Regions from separate parts of the Anas platyrhynchos genome. Here region 2 is linked to region 1. Evidence: chromatin contacts called from public Hi-C data. All regions are on one chromosome and are shown on one strand. The core of a region is the stretch at or near the end of the contact, and the rest is flanking DNA. Distances in the headings are between cores, read along the strand shown. Region 1 overlaps STN1 (STN1 subunit of CST complex). Region 2 overlaps SLK (STE20 like kinase).

The links. Hi-C and Micro-C count contacts between places; a contact is called where the count stands out from the background.
Region 2: a contact with region 1 is called in a Hi-C map of F5 follicle, with 3 times the contacts expected there. The contact joins two enhancer-like sites. A contact is called at or near these places in 4 of 8 Hi-C or Micro-C datasets (F5 follicle, liver, skeletal muscle and 1 more).

Annotation. Positions count from the first base shown.
Region 1 is chr6:28,944,385-28,949,825 of IASCAAS_PekinDuck_T2T, forward strand. STN1 (STN1 subunit of CST complex) reads right to left here. Exons shown (of 10, transcript XM_027459906.3): 8 at 2,280-2,402; 9 at 1,604-1,676. LOC110353376 (a long non-coding RNA gene) reads left to right here. Exons shown (of 2, transcript XR_002403803.4): 2 at 49-327. Among named protein-coding and RNA genes, the nearest start is that of SH3PXD2A, 16 kb to the left of the region's middle. Within about 2 kb of position 3,412, at least 2 of the 8 cell types and tissues checked have an H3K27ac peak or open chromatin away from gene starts, as enhancers often do. A contact at or near this core is called in F5 follicle, where this site is marked.
Region 2 is chr6:29,011,596-29,017,036 of IASCAAS_PekinDuck_T2T, forward strand. It overlaps SLK (STE20 like kinase), which reads left to right. Exons shown (of 19, transcript XM_027459886.3): 9 at 1,204-2,613; 10 at 3,912-4,042; 11 at 4,315-4,438; 12 at 4,662-4,841. Among named protein-coding and RNA genes, the nearest start is that of SLK, 32 kb to the left of the region's middle. Within about 2 kb of position 3,241, at least 1 of the 8 cell types and tissues checked has an H3K27ac peak or open chromatin away from gene starts, as enhancers often do. A contact at or near this core is called in F5 follicle, where this site is marked.

The DNA of each region.
Region 1 (5,441 bases), core at 2,162-4,661:
AAAGTATCCTGCTGGTTTTGATCGAAGCTTTTTGGTTTTCCTTTTCAGAGTCTTCTAATACTGGAACACTGAAACAGTCCTTCTCAAAACCATCAGAGGAAGAGAGACTTACCTGGAAACTGTGCTTTTTACAACAGGAAAATAAACAGAAAGCTTCAAGGAGAGCAAGAGGCTCTGTAAAGCAATTGCTATTTTTTCCCTGCTCAGTATGAAAAAAATAGCTTTGAGAACTCAGTTTTCTCTGTAACTATCTACCAGTTTCTATCTGCTGTTGACTGGTAGAAAAAACTTAACCTCTGGTGGAGCAGGGAGAGTACTTCACCACTGTGACAATACACACCAGGCCTGATGTCCTGCATCAACTACATACAAGTTCTGGCTTTTATAGTGGCCCAATTAGGAAACAAAACGTGTTTCCAAGAGAACTTGCTAATCTGTAAAATGGACAGAGGAATGATTTGCCTTCTACAGAGGAGGTGTTTGTATTTGTTAATGGATAAAAGACAATAGAAAACATATTGTAATTTGTTGCACTCACACAGCCTCCAGCAACTAAGCTCATCTTCAACTGCTCACCCTGTAACAGCTACTCCCACCAACCCCCCAGAGAGACAAAACTTTTATTTCCACATGTAAACCATGTTAACAGCTGCGCTATTGCTTAAGATAGCCAGTTGGGAACTCAAAAATCATTCCACTTCACTCACCCTTTTTTCTCTGCAGGATAACCATCACAGATCAGGTCCTACAAGCACTATCATAATTATGATGGTATAAGGAGAAAAGCAATTTAAGAGTATATGCCTTATATTCTAGTCAGTCATTTATTCTTTACTACATTTTACCCCACAACTAGCTGCACTCCAGCAGCAAGTGATCCATGCTAACATGTTCAGCCCAATGCATTGACAAACTCTGTATCAATGTACCTGTGCAATTAGCAGCCACTCAAGGCAAGCACTACCTTTTGTAATGGCAATAAGACACCATATGCTTCAGGAACAGGGTAATTCCGAAGTCAGACGAGGTATATTACATGAAATGAAGTGGATTTTGTTAGACTGAAATCCCTACCTGTAAAGAACAGCCACTCGAACTCTGCACTTGCTTAAAACCTACAGAGAATACCCTACTGACATAAGTGAATGTTACTGTTGGCTTAATGGAGGTGAGGATTTCACTTTTCTGCACTACCGCTTTTGTGTCAGCTCCCATGTAGAAACTGACCTAGCAAGATCTGCCACCTACCCGAAGTGCAGAGCAACTGCTATTAGTTGCTGACCTAACCTCATTGCATTTGGTTCCTCCCAAAATTTATGTACACTGAAAAGATACAGATCTTAGATAATGGCTGCTCATTTCAGATCTGCGAGGTTGCTTCATGCTAGGCACATGTGCTCTCTCACTCTCTCTCTCTGCTCATAGGAAGCTGCTCCTGCACTTCTGCTTTTAGCTACTCTGATGAGCTACACAAGTAATTTAGCTTCGAGTTTAAGGGTAAGGACAGGAAGTGTACCTAATCCAGCAGCAGCAGGAGAGATTGTCATCAAAGTATCAGCACCAGCTCATAGCTCACCAGAAACCTGACCACACCAGTACTTACGCCTGGGTTTTCGGCAGTCCTCTTTAACCACATCGAGGGTCACTTTAAGCAGGTCCTTATCATAGTCAGTCACCTGGAGGTAACGGAAAAAAATGGCAATTTATAGTAGTCTATTTCACAGTAAATGGAGCGGATGTTAAAAAGGATGTATCATGGCCATACATCAAGGCCACAACGTATTCTAAACTTACATTGTCATAACTACAGTCAGCAAGATATGCTGCCTCCAAGATAAATAATGCATGTTAAATCTTCAGTTATCTTTTGAGCAATGTTAGCAGCATTCAGGAGTTAGGAGAAGAACATAAGATACCAGAATCAACCCAAAAGAGGGCATCCAACTCAACAGAACACTGAGTTTTAACCTAAACCTGACAGAGACCTGTCCCAGTCTTCAGTGTGCTCTGTCGCATCAGCATACAGTTAAGCAACCCAGGTTGAACACAGACTGCACCTAGAACAGCAGCAGTGCTGAAGACTGGCACTGAGTTACAAGAAGATCAGCTTGGTAGGTGACAGAGAGGTATAAGTAATAGTAAAGAAAGACGTAGATAAGCCTTTGGAATAAACAGACAGCACTTGGAGGTCCAGCTTCTCTTCCTGAAATATTTCTACTCTGAAACTATGAAATAGTCAAAGCATTGAATATGTTTGCAATCACAGCTCAATTCCTTACATGGTACAAGTCCTTGGAGCTACTAGGTTTCTGGAAAACCACTCCTTCTTCTTGTAGCATCTTTATTGCTTCCTTAAAAACACTGTGAATCCTTTTGGAGCTGGAGTCAGGTTTTGAATTCACCTGGATGGGAAGAAATGTACACAGCAAATGGTGAGAAATCTCAGCCCAACTAAAGCTGATGGCAAAAGCTCCAGAAAATTTCAAGAGCAAGAGAACTTCACGTCATTTTGTTCCACATTTTTCTTTATTTGGTAAATCACAAATCTTATTTGTTACATGCAAACCAACCTGTTAACTTCATCAGTTACATATGAACTAACCAACACCTCAGTCTTTAAAAAAATATAAATATCAGAAGCTTGTGGTTTCGTCAGAATTGTACAATCTCCTAACTGCTGTTTGCAGCTATGTGATTATGTACTGAAAGCCCCCTTCTTTTGGAATAGGCCTATGATGCTTACAGAGAATTTGACTGCTTTGATGGTATTTCTATGTTGTTTTCTGGGAGTGAGGGGTATATGGAAAGAAGCAAAGATCAGCGCTTTGTAGGGTGATATTCAAGAGGAATCCAAGTGCTAGGAATTGGATCTCCATCTCCTGATACCAAACTGAGGCTGTGTCCAAAGAAAAGAAGGAAACTGGTAAGAATAATATTTGTTTCTTGTCCCCTGCTTTCCAAATTTTTACAAGTATTTTAGTCACGGTTTTAAGAGTCTCTCCACAGCCCTAATGAAATGTCAGGAGAAAGAGCGTGCAAGAAATTAAGATAGATATATGAGATAGGGAAACAAAGGATGAAGGCTAGAAGGCAGGTGGGAAAAAAGTCTCTTGTGAAGGGTTCAGGACACTGCTAGCAGAGTAGGAAGTAAGAAAAAAAAAAAAAGGAAAAGCAGGGTTTGTTTGGAGATAGAGCAGAGCTAAGACAGTGGAATGACAGCTGGGGAAGTTGAAGGAAATAAAGAATCAGCTGTGGAGAGGAGAATGTATGGGCAGATAAGAGCTAGACCATTACATTCTTTCCCATCTTTATCTGTCCCGCTGTTTCAACCTTCCATTTATCTACAAAGGCTGCTTCAATTCCCCAATTGTTGTTTCCACATCTGTTGGGAACACTCTGTGCTCCCTGTGGTTTCCTTTGAGAGCAGAGCTGAACTGCTTCCCACAAGCGAACATGTGATGAATGGAACCAGACCACACCAGAGCAACCAAAGCAAGAGTTGCCAAGCCCTTTCTTCATCTGCCACCATAAACGCTCCCATCCTGTCCTGAGCAGAAGTATCAGCCTTCGTGTATCCTACTTCATTCACCAGGGGAACTCACAGAAATACTGGGAGTGAATCAAGCAACCACCGTGCACCAGAGTGAACTCACATGGACACGTGGTGACAGACACCAGGTTGGTAACGAAAGAACGTCCCTTCACAAAGCATTACTTCCATCCATTTGTAAGGCTCAAGTCCAACTCGGACTAGCTGTAAGCCTGGGAATTGACATGCCTCACCAGGAATGGTTTAGGAGATCCAACAGAGATATTGGCATTGGCACGCTCTACAGCTTTCTCCACACCCTTCCCCTCAATGTTTCAGCAGGCCATAATCACAGCTCTCTCACTCTTTCTTTCTGTCCAACAACAGCAATCTTTTTCCTCTCAAATCGTTAGTCAAAAATAATTACCTTGTAGTCCAAGGCAATTACCACAGAAGAATAGCTATTATTCTGTCTTTATTTGGCTTCAAGTTTTCTCCTGTTACAGAAGGATTTTAGTGTTTGAATGTTTGCTTGTCCCCTGTCCACCACAGCTGTACCAGTACAACTACAGACACTATTTTTAACTACAAACCTGACCTTACATCTGGACACCATTCCCCTCACACCATTAATACCTCCATCATACTTTATAGTGCTGCTTCTTATGAACTGAAGAAACAAACAAAATATAGAAGAAAGGGATTTTGTTTATTTGCTTTGTAAGTGAAGAGTGAATACTTTCTCTTAATTATTTTTTTTTTCTTCAGGACAAGAGGCAATGGGCACAAACTGAAATACAGAATTTCCAGCTGAATATGAGAAAACTCTTGTTTGCTGTGAGGGTGACTGAGCAGAGCACTGGAACAGGTTGCCCATGGAGTCTCTTACTCTGGAGGTATTCAAAACCCACCTGGATGCCATCCTGCCAATGTGCTCTAGGTGATCCTGCTTGGCAGGGGAGCTGGACTAGGTGATCTCCAGAGGCCCCTTTCAACCTCAACCATCCTGTGAAAAGCACATTCACATCGCTGTACCTAAAATGAAGAGGCTTTGCCTCTAACAAATGCAGGAATCTAAAGAAACTGCTAGCAAAGCAACCACCTCAAGACTCAGATCAATTTTTAATGTGAAAGCAAACATTTGGCGAGGGGAAAAAAGATAAAAATATCTCCAAAGAAGCAGGATAATTATTCAGTTTGGCTTAACACTGAGATCCCGTCAGAAAAGGGAGATAATTAAAAACAGGCTCCGTGTGAACTGACACACAGCTCTGCCTGGATGGATACTGAAACAGAATCACTAAGAAAGTAAGTCAAGAGATTGACAGAGAAGGCAGAGAGGCAGACTTGGGAGTGAGAAAATAAGGAAGAAGCTGCTACATATCAGCACCCTCTCATATGTGCTGCAGAGTCTGAAAAAAAGGTCTCTGTGGGAGAATTACCTCCGAAAAACAGATGAAGGCTCTTCCCCTATCCAGAGACTTTAATATTATCCTGAAATAATGGGAAAAGTTTTTGTGTTTTTGTTTTCTAGCATGCTCTAGAACATGCTTCTGCCTCTCTCGCCCTCTGAGTAAATCAACAATTTGACAAAGTTCTTTGTGAACACCACCTAAAGTTATTTGATCTGTTTTTTTGGTCCACCCAAAACATCTCCAATTTCTCGTCCTGCAAGTCCAAAAGTCAATAGCCCGTCTCCCTAATACCTCACCTTTCTTTTATGCCAAACCAGACCCTCTTTTCTTCTGGACTTGCACAATCCCCTGAGAGCCAGTGTACACCGAAGTTTGTGATTTTGCCTTCTTAGCAGAGATCTAGAGGAGGCTGAACGAAGGCAGAAGAAATTTGGGACAATAAAATCCTACCTGATTTCACATTTCTGCTTTTATTTCAGGAGGAGATGGAGAAATGC
Region 2 (5,441 bases), core at 1,991-4,490, 67 kb after region 1:
TTACTCTCAGTCTCCTAGGGCATTGCCATCTGCTAATTAGCTGCTAAGGCATCCATTTCCAGGCAAGCGGAGCATGAAGTCCATCCTGTGACTCAAAGTGTCTCAAAACAAGCAGCTGTACGTTGGTGACTTGTACTATTAGGGTAGTTCCTGTCTGAGCCAAGGGAGCTGTGAGGAAGATGCAGTTACAGTACTGCATTAGTTTTAGAAAAAGCATGGAGAACACTACACTTCTAGAACAACTGAAGAAATCTCTTAAATGCACTTTTAAATTAAAAGACTGTTCTCTGTGTGCTTAGGAAAACCTTCAGGTAGGAAATGTGTGATCAAACCCGCGCTTGTTACAATAATTAGCCTAGTATATTCCGAATGGCAAATCAGAAGCCCTATCTCCAAATTACAGGGTTCTAACAGTAAATAGACAGAGAGATACCATAATCACTTTGAAGAGTTAAAGGGCAATTATGGTTAAAGTGATACTTTATTGGTGTATTCTTTTGTATATCTGCATGTAATCTGATAACATTTATTTAAATTCCAGCAATGGCAATTTCTACAGTTAGGTAACTGTTTCTGTTCCAGTTCCATATTACCACTTATTCAGCTGTACTGGAAGTTCTCACAATTTTAATGGAGTTTAACAGTGGTTAAAAAAGAAATCTACATATTTTTATCAACGAACAAAAGGAGAGATGAATTTTGATGAAGCAGGAGGAGGTTTTACTATTGAATTTTATCAGTGCTGCACTAACTAAAGCTACATTGCTCCTTCCTAGCCAAACAGAACAAATACATGTTTTTCAAGTCTGGCTGTAGATGGGACTATCAGGGAAACTAAACTAATAAAATAAGGAGCGATGTGAGTGCAAAAAGACGAGAAGATTCTGTGCAGTGTGCGGCAGAGGACAGATCATAATCCCTTTCTTTCAATTGCACTTTATTTTATTGAATTCTTACAAATGGAGGAGGGTTTTTGTGAACTGTTCTGTTCAGAGCCCAGCTATGGTTAAGGTACTTGTCCTGTTATAACACACACTGAAGTAGTCTGAAACTATTAAATTCATATAATTCTGCCTGTAAATACAATATACTCATCTCTTTGGATATTCCTCAGTAGAACTGTGCTTTAATTAAATTAGAAAATGATGAGATAGTTCCTTTAAAATTTCCTTAAATTTTTCCTTTCCTTTAATTTTTTAGCAGCTACCTGCAGACAAGCGTGCATCATCAGACCTTAGTATTGCCAGCTCTGAAGAGGATAAGCTTTCACAGAATGCCTCTGTACTGGAATCTCTTTCTGAGAAAACAGAAAGCAATGCAATTGAGGAGAAAAACAGCACAATATTTCCAGATGATAAAAAAATTGGAGACGAATCTGAGGGCATTAATGTTAGGAAAATGGTTGAGACCATCTCTGATGCTACTGCTGATGATATGAAAGTGCAGAATGGTTCTGTACCAACTGGTGAAGTTGAGCAAGGCCAACTATTGCCAGCTGAAAAGAGTACAGAAAGTCTGGAAGAAGCAGGTGAAAATGCAGAACCTCAGAAAGGAGGGGAAGAACTTGATACAGTAACAAAACCAGAAGTAAATGAACAGAACCAAAAAACAGAGAAAGAAAGTGACATAGGAAATGTACAAACAGAGGAAGATAAAGTTAAAATAATACCTACAGCTGCTAATACGGTAGAAATCAGAGAAGCCATTTCTGAGGAGACTGGTGAAAAAGAAGAGGAAAACAGAATAGATCTCTCAGAAAATAAGACTGAAAAGGTCACCGTAGATAATACTATAGAGCAAAAGGAAGATGGAGCTCAGGGAGAGGCAGTGACAGACATCATTACAGAATCTGTACCTAGTGCTGAGGATAAAGTGTCAGATGAAGAAAAGGAACTAATAAAGCATGCAAATGACAACATTGAGGAGATAGGTGGTACTGCTGAAACACAGATCATCGAGGGGGATAAAATGCCTGAGATGGCGGATAAGCCTGTGGAAAGTCAGGCTAAGCAGGTCTGTGAGATAATCAGCTCTGAAGAAACTCTATCAGAAAGCCAAGATAAAGTGATCAAAGCAGATGAGAAGTTGGCAGAAAGTGAAAATGAGGATATTTGTCAAATAAGTAGCATGGAGGAAACAGAGAGCAAAGACTCTGGAAAAGATGATATGGGCCAGAAGACAATGCAGGCCAAGCCTGAGGCTATTTCTGATAAGGCGGTGGATAAGCTGATGGAGATGGACCAAACATCAGAGGAGCACAGACCTGAGAATATCCAGGAAAACAATATTCAGAGAGACAAAGAACAGTTGGCAGTAACTTCTGATGAAATAATGAAGAGTAAGCTTCAAGATGCTGCCGATGAACAAGCTGATGACTCTGAAGTCACTCCAGTACCCAGTATTAGTATAAGCACTGAAGAAAACGATGAAAAGGTCAAAATGGAAAATCAAGACAGTACTGAAACGTTGCAGCAGCTAGAATCTGAGAATCTGAAGGAAAATGATGCGGATTCGGGCACAGGTTCTACGGCTGATAACAGCAGCATTGACTTGAATTTGTCAATATCTAGTTTCCTTAGTAAAAACAAAGAGACAGGATCAATATCGCTACAGGTAAGTGTAAGCAATAATATATTTGTATATAAAACCCTGTGTGAGTGCAGCCCTAAAACTATCTGCACGTTTAAACTTTGCTAAGAAAAACTGTGAGGAACTGCTATGGCAGCATGGAATATTAAAAATTTGTATAAACTGCAATATTCTGAATTGAACACTCAGTAATGTCTGAATGTTGTGCAGCCAAGCTAGTAGCTACAGAACTGTTAATTAGTTTCTTATTTTGTTACAGGATTATATGCTAATCTGTCTTATTAAAATATAACAAACAGTTATAGACAAGGAGATCTGTGTGTAGTTGTAGTTCACATCTGGTAGTCGAGAAGACTGGTTCAGTGCCTTACACTGCACAGAATCCCTGCTTTACCAGGACAGATCTCTGAGTCTCACGCTGAATTCCTGTCACTTCCATCTTCTGTTTCTCTGTTTAGAATTAAAAGATCTAAGGCAGACAGCCTCTCAAGTCTGTGTATGCCAAGCACTGTACTACTCCTTTGTACTGTATTGATGCAGTTATGCTGGGGTGAATGAGCTTATTTACATAAAGCACGTTCCAGAATATGAACTTTATATCTTTATACTGATATGATTATTGCCATACCACGATAGTAACGGTGTAATCACGGGTTTGAAGAAAAACAACAACAAAAAGGACGTGGCTATGCTAGCATGACTTCAGTGTATTTGCAGTAAACCCTTACACAATGGAGACAAAGTTTCTGCCAGGGTCTCTTTTGTTCTGTCATGAAACAATAGCAGCTTTGAGAAGTGGGAATCTTTCCAATTCTGTGAGCAAGGTCACATGAGTTGGTTACTATCATATAAGAATTAAAAACAAACCAAAAACAAAAAACAAGGAACAACAAAATGGCTTGCTAGTTAAAAGGTGTGAGGAAAAATAATTGAGTAGATGAGTTAGTTGCTATTCAGTTTCAGTACTGTTTTTCAGAATTAAATACCTTTTTTTATGACTGAGAAAATTATAGGCACAAGCCAACAATACTTGCAACTCTCTTCAGCTCTTGAAAATCAAACTGCATCAGTGTTTCATTCAGGGATTACCTAGCTTTTTCTCTGAACGGCAATTTAGATTATCAGTAATCAGTTTTCCTTTGAATAAAGAATGTTTCAGTACATGAGAATTTTTCTAAGTTCTCACTTAAGTGATAACCAGTAACCAAGAACTCCTGATTTATATGCAGCAGCCCTCCACACAAACATTTGAAGTAATTTTTTTTTTTTTTGTTAAAGGAATATGACTTAGATACAGAATAACTTACTGATGTTTTATTCAGGAAACTAGAAGACAGAAGAAAACTTTAAAGAAAACTAGGAAGTTTGTTGTTGATGGAGTAGAAGTGAGTGTAACCACGTCAAAAATAGTTACTGAAAATGACTCAAAAAGTGAAGAAATGAGATTTCTACGGTAAGCTTTTGTAAAAGTACATTTTACAGGAGGTTTTATTGTCTTGTACATAACTGATTTTTTTCACATTGAGTAAAAGCAAGAGGGGTAATGGTCTTATTTTTGTCATGTTTGGCATTGCTTTCGTTTATTTTTGTAAATAGAAAGGAATGCAGAGTGTTTCCTGATGAGATGATACAAAAATAGCTTTAGTGGACCTAAGTTGTAAATGCTTTTTTTTTATTATTTTTTTTATTTTTCTATCAATATTAAAAGTTCTCTTTCATTATTAGGCGTCAAGAGCTAAGAGAGCTGAGACTTCTTCAGAAAGAAGAGCAGAGAGCCCAACAGCAGCTTAGTAACAAGCTCTTGCAACAGCGAGAACAGATGTACAGACGTTTTGAACAGGAAATGACAGTGAGTTTTTTGGATCTTGGTGCTCTTAAAATGTGACATCCTGATGGAGTAGGCCAAATACTCACAACAGCATTACGGGCATTTCTTTGATGGCTATAGTTTAATTCTTGCTACTAATGGCAATATTTTTGTGTTATGGGATGCCAAGCTTGTCTGCTAGAACACACTTGCCAGTAAACAAAATGAAGGTGTTTTTTTTTGTTTGTTTGTTTTTTTTAAACAGAGTAAAAAGCGACAATATGATCAAGAAATAGAAAATCTAGAGAAGCAGCAGAAGCAGACAATAGAGCGGTTGGAACAGGAACACACAAATCGTTTACGAGATGAAGCAAAACGCATCAAAGCAGAACAGGAGAAAGAATTGTCTAAATTCCAGAACATGCTGAAGAACAAAAAGAAGGAGGTAAGAGACAAAGATGATGGTATAGAAAATAAGGAGTATGGCCATAGCAAATGGTTGAGGTTAGGTCTCCTAAAAGTCACATCAGCCTCACGTGCTATAATAAGTTGTGGAGGGAGTACAGTAGTCAATGGTATTCCTTTTGTTTTACTGCCAAAAGTGAAATACAAACAGCTAACAGGAACATTTGGGTATTGACTTAATGTAGAAAATATCATCAAATTAGGAGACTATTTTTCACAGAATATTTAATAATTCTTTTTACAAATAGTAGATTAAGATATAGTATTTTATTAAAGACTGAAAATATTTGAGATTGCTATATTAAGCAAACCAGCTATAACTACTTAGTAAATACTTAGCAAATTAGAATTTCAAAGAAAACAACATGTTCTTCATTAATGAGAAGAAACACTTAAATTCCTGAGTTTTGGTTAATTTATTAGATTTTTATTAAACGCCTGCTGATGTGATTTAGAATTTCTTTATAGTAAGTGTTAGGTGGATTTTGTTCTTTAACTCAAAAAGGCGAGCTAAGAGAGACAAATCTGATGACCTAAAATCTTTTACAATTAATTTCTTGTGTGTTGCACAGTTAAGGCA